Linked DNA regions of Zea mays: region 2 is linked to region 1. A link is a contact called in public Hi-C data. All regions are on one chromosome and are shown on one strand. Each heading gives the region's core, a stretch centred on a gene start, on an enhancer-like site or on the middle of the called end of the contact. The rest is flanking DNA. Distances are from core to core; before and after follow the strand shown.

Region 1 (2,700 bases), core at 134-2,633:
CTAGTAGATAGATTTCTATTGACAAGTTTGGTACCTTGAAGTGCTTCCACCTAAAGTCTGTGCAGCCCTCAGGTATAGGTTCTGGTTTCTTAAGGAGCAATTGGTGAAGCTTCAATACTGCTAGGAGGCATGCATTGAAGTTTCTGCTCACTGTCTCACCACTCCTTAAGAAGAAACCCCCTATTGTTCTATTCTTCACATGATGAGCCAGTGTGTGTAAGAATGCGGCTACTATCTATTCCAATGGTGCATTTCTTGTACCCCTCAAACCACCAACATCTCTAAGCATCTCACACAATATATGAAATATTTTCCTATCGATGCGAAGGTCATTTATACACTTAACATTGCTCTCACAGATTAGATGGTACATACATTGACTTCTAAGTTCTTTAATCTTTATCCTCCTTTCTATCTTCCAACTCTTCCACTTATGTGATAATACTAATAAAGCCAAGATATAATAATACATAAGCATAATGGCAAATGTTACATTTCTAAGTGTCAAATTTCTCTTCCGCGTTCGTGTAGATAAAGGAAGATGGGTCATACTGTTGTTCAAGGATAGTGTAGAAAAATCATATTAGAAAAATCAAACTAGTGACTAAACTTACAAATGTGATAATTATACTAGCTGTTCTGATAATTATACTATTATCAGTAGGTATTCTGATAATTATACTAGTTGTTCTGATAATTATACTAGCTGTTCATCGGCTCCCTAGTCCCTACTGTACTCGTGTAAACAATAGCTCGCCCAGACAAAACTGATAATTATTTGTTCACAGCTCGCACAGACAAAACTGATAATCTGTATGGATGCACACTGCAGGTATTTTGTTTAATAGATCAGACGGATACGAGTAGATTACCTCTAGCCTGGAGCAAGTTCTTGAATAGAAGATCTGGGGTGTTGGAGAGGTGTCTGTTCTGCCTGTTGTTGAATAGACCTAGCACGGAGTGGCACTGCTCGTCGGCGGTAGGCGCGGGGTGGCGGGGCTCGTCACCGTGGAGCTACATCGCAGGAGGTTAGGATGAGAGGGAGAGGGAGGGAGAGAAAGGAGGGAGAGAGGGTTTCGGAGCTGCATCGCAAGGAAGTCGAAGGAGTGGCCGAGCCCTTCGTCGAGAGGCTCGAGGAAGTCGAGGTCGACGCTGCCGGCCTTGTCGGGCGGCGCGAAGCAGCCGACGACGCGTCCGTCCACGTGGCAGGCGGGAGGCTGGTGGTGCGGCGCGTCCGCGTGGAGAAACAAACGGTGGCGTACCCGATGAGAGGGAGAGGGAGGGAGAGAGAGGAGGCTCACCGGTGAGAGGGAGAGGGAAGGTGGCGGCGCGATGGCAAGTGGTGGCGCGATGGTAGGTGGTGGCGCGAGGAGAGGCTGCGTGAGAAGAGGAACGCATGGAGAGGGACACACAGACGTGTGGGAGAAGATTACGGAGAGGGACGCACGGTATTTGTTTACTTAGAAATTGAATGAAGTTGTATTTGATAACAGGGTATTTATTACAGAAAACAAACGGTTGTATGGGTATCGGTTTACAGGTGTAATTGGATCGCGTTATATTTGGTCTAACCAAACGGCTCCTAAATGAATATATTAAAAAAAACTCTTTGGATGGGATAAACTGGTTGGTGTCGAGTATCCGTGGTACCAGCTCCACCATGTGATGAGCTTGATGTCAAGGTCATGTAAACGCGACAGCTAGCCAGCGCCCAGCAAGTATTTCCAAACGTTCTTACGTACGTTGTTTTCGTATCTCGAGACAATCGATATGTTTCCAAACGAAATCGAACATCACGCCATGACCTTCCTATATGTTATCTCATTATTATATTATAACTACGTGCGGATGCAACCCAAGTGCTTTTTCGCTTGTTCTCCTACGGGCATGACGTACCTAGATTTAACAGCAAACACAGACGCAAATCAAATGTGTGCTAGAATCAACTATCACATATATGATGAATCATTGTCACTACAGTAAACGAATCAACTTTCGACGACCAAAGCCATCAGACATAAGCTTTACACCGTCGGACATAGCTTATGTCCGACGGCAGTAGGTTATGTCCAATGGTTTCTAGCCGTCGGAGATAAGAGGTCGGAAATAGTGTTATGTTCGACGACTGCCGTCGGACATAAGTAATCTCCGATGGCCGAACCCGCCCATCGGACATAAGAAATGTCAACCGTTTTACCGGTCGACTGATGGGCCCGACAGCTGTTATGTCCGACGGCTGACGTTAGCCGTCGGACATAAACAACCCTTATGTCCGACGGCTTACGCAGGCCGTCGGACATAACAAATTCCAGAAATTACACACAATTAAGTTTTTTTAAAAATCTGTCATTTACAAAAAAAAACAGATTTCATGCATATATACACATTCACAATCACAAATATACACATTCACATAAGTATACACTAGTAGAAAAAGGCTCAAAGCCTGCGGTGCAGTATATTTTTATAGGCGGATTCGGTTATCAACCGCCTGTGCTATTTTTAGTGGCGGTTTATTAAGAAAACCGCCACTAGAAATCGTATTTCTAGAGGCGGTTCCTTATGAAAACCGTCTGTAGAAATCCATGATTTCTAGTGGCGGTTTTCTTAAGAAACCGCCTGTAGAAATCGATTTCTAGTGGCGGTTTTCTTAAGGAACCGCCACTAGAAATCATTTTTATCCTTAATTTTTCGAGTTTT
Region 2 (2,700 bases), core at 59-2,558, 350 kb before region 1:
AACTAAATAAGCATATTTACGATGCTTTATTAGTGAAGGCCAGCCTAAAATCGACGTAGGTAAACCAAATACTATGTAAATAACTATTTATACTGTGGTTAAGTCTTATTTATAATAGTTTTAGGCGGACGTAGTTTTACTAGTTTGGCAGGAAGGGATGGAGCGCTAGCCATTTGGGTGAGGGCATGGTGGGGGATCAGCTACAACATGCAATGGTGTCCGAGTCATACTTGATTTTGTTTGGATGGTCCTAAGTACTAGCTGATCGATTGACTGTGTATTATTGAAGCACGTTTGGAAATATACTAAAAAACGACCTATGGTTACATGCTGGCTACCTATCACGTTCTCACACGTGAGTTGCGGCATGCACATAGATCGATCCAGCGATCGATACTAGCTGTCGCTACCTTCCTCTCATGCATCCGCGTGCTGGTAGCTCCGAGCAGCACTTGCGCGCCGAATAAAATTTATTTGGACTTATTGGCAGCAAATGAACGAGATAGAGATTGTTTTGTTGTAGGACGCGATATGATCATTTAGTTGGACCTCACAATACATATCTAATAAACATTAGATGGTTAAGTAAAACATTATGATCTCTTATTTTATTGGTTTGGTATATACTTATAATTAGTAATTTTTCTAATAAAATTTTGACTAACTTACTAAAAAGCACAATACTCAGTCTTAATCATTCTTCTTGATAAGTCTTATACTTCATACGAGTCTTACCGTAAGTGAGCTAATGCACATTATTCTCCATAACTTGTTAAGTGATGAACGTATGTGAGCTCACTCTTATTAAACTTACACCAGGTCAAGGACATGTACCGTCAGATGAGGAGTATAAATGATGTCGCGATGAGTTTGGAGAGGTCTAGACCGTCGTCTCGCAGTCAACTATGGTTGCGGAAGATCGTTGTCGTCATATGATGTAATTATTTAGTTATTTTGTATAGAACCTCTATTATATAATAAAGATGTGACATTATTTTCTGTATTATTAGTCATCTTATGTGTAAGACTTGATTATATCATATATTTGACTCGCTTCTGTATTTGTCCTTAAATCCAGATGTGACACGCACACTTAAGAGGACATGCAAAAAACACTTGGGTTGCATCTGCGCGTAGTTATAATACAATAATGAGATAACATGCAGGAAGGTCATGGCGTCATGTTCGATTTCGTTTGGAAATACTTGTTGGGCGCTGGCTAGCTGTCGCGTTCTCACACTCATGCACATATATATATCCAGCTAGCTAGCCCTTCGTCATATCCAACTTTATTTCAAGACGACAAAATTAGACATGACACTGACACCAAGCTCATCACATGGTGGAGTTGGTACCACGGATACTTGACCTAACCAGCTCCATCCCTTCCAAAAAGTTTTCTAATTTTATTGTAGCAAATGATATATTCATTTAGTTGGACCACACAACATATCTAATAAACATTGCTAAAGAATCGGGTAGTGGACAAATGAACATTAAAATATCATTGTTTCAGCTGCAAATATTAGCCTTAAATTCCAGTGATATGTAATCAGGTTGAATAAATTCTCATTTAAACTCATCGTGTAGGTTGTTGACTCGACATCTCAACAGTTTGCCAACAACCTATTTATGTTCGAAGATGGTGCACATAACTTAAATGATTATCCTCCAATATAGTTTCATTTGCATGGTCTTTGTAGTTTTATTTGTTCATGAAACTTGGTAGTACGAGTTTGTTGGGGGCCTTCGTCCTCCGAAGGTCGTCAAAAACATAATTTAACAATGTCTTCCAAATATGGTTTATGGACAGGTATCTTCGGATTCATGATGAAAGTATACACGATAAGGAGCTTGATCATGACGAAGGTTGCCGTCGCTCGAAGCTGTGCGAAATGGAGCTTCGGCTAAATCGCAGAAAAGGGAACCGACTTAAAAGGGAAAAGGTTGTTCATTCCTCATAGATTTTTCTATGAGCCAATAGTAAATGTAAAGGTCATAATTGTAATTTCTCATAGGCTGTGTCCTGTGCCTATAAATAGATGAACAGTATCCCCGTACTGTTCACGCTGACTTGTACTTGCCTTTGTATCACGCTTGTGCTTCTTGCCTTCTGTTAAGCCGAAGGTACTTTTGTAATTCAATATTGTTTCTGTCTTTCCATGATAATATAATAAGAATGAATTAATAATGTTATATGATTGTTTATGTTGTCTCTTATATTTTATATGCTTCTTCTTTTATTAACTTATACTGCAATTATGAAGGTACGTCCTTCATGACCTTCGTCTGAAGATCATTATATCCTGATGGGAATAATGCTTCGAAGGATGAAGGGTATTAACATTTAATATCTTGTGTTCCCTTGTTCTTAATTCATAGTATTTGAGAACAAGTCCCCAACATTGGCACCCACCTCCGGTGAACCCTTTTTCGACCACCTTGGGCAAGCACTGAACTTCGTCATGCCACCGAAGAAAGCTTCTGCGCCAGGGGCTGCTGCACTGCAGCCACTGGACCCGAACCAGGAGACCCTTTCTCTTCGAGAGGCCCGAAGCCAGAAGAGGAAGGCCACTAGTCCAACACTCCAAGAGGAGGAGTTGGACCAAAAATCAGAAGCATGGAGATAATCCATCAGCAAGTACAAAGGAAGAAGGAGAAGATAGCCCGACTGGCTAATCTTCAAAGGCAGATCGACGA

What was found. Hi-C and Micro-C count contacts between places; a contact is called where the count stands out from the background.
Region 2: a contact with region 1 is called in a Hi-C map of leaf, with 6 times the contacts expected there. The contact joins the enhancer-like site here to the promoter of LOC100217008 in region 1. A contact is called at or near these places in 3 of 25 Hi-C or Micro-C datasets (leaf and tassel).

Annotation. Positions count from the first base shown.
Region 1 is chr2:105,370,810-105,373,509 of Zm-B73-REFERENCE-NAM-5.0, reverse strand. It overlaps LOC100217008, which reads right to left and starts at 1,383. Exons shown (of 4, transcript NM_001143384.1): 1 at 1,302-1,383; 2 at 873-1,014.
Region 2 is chr2:105,722,564-105,725,263 of Zm-B73-REFERENCE-NAM-5.0, reverse strand. No RefSeq gene overlaps it. Among protein-coding and RNA genes, the nearest start is that of LOC103646784, 130 kb to the left of the region's middle. Within about 2 kb of position 1,308, at least 4 of the 20 cell types and tissues checked have an H3K27ac peak or open chromatin away from gene starts, as enhancers often do. A contact at or near this core is called in leaf, where this site is marked.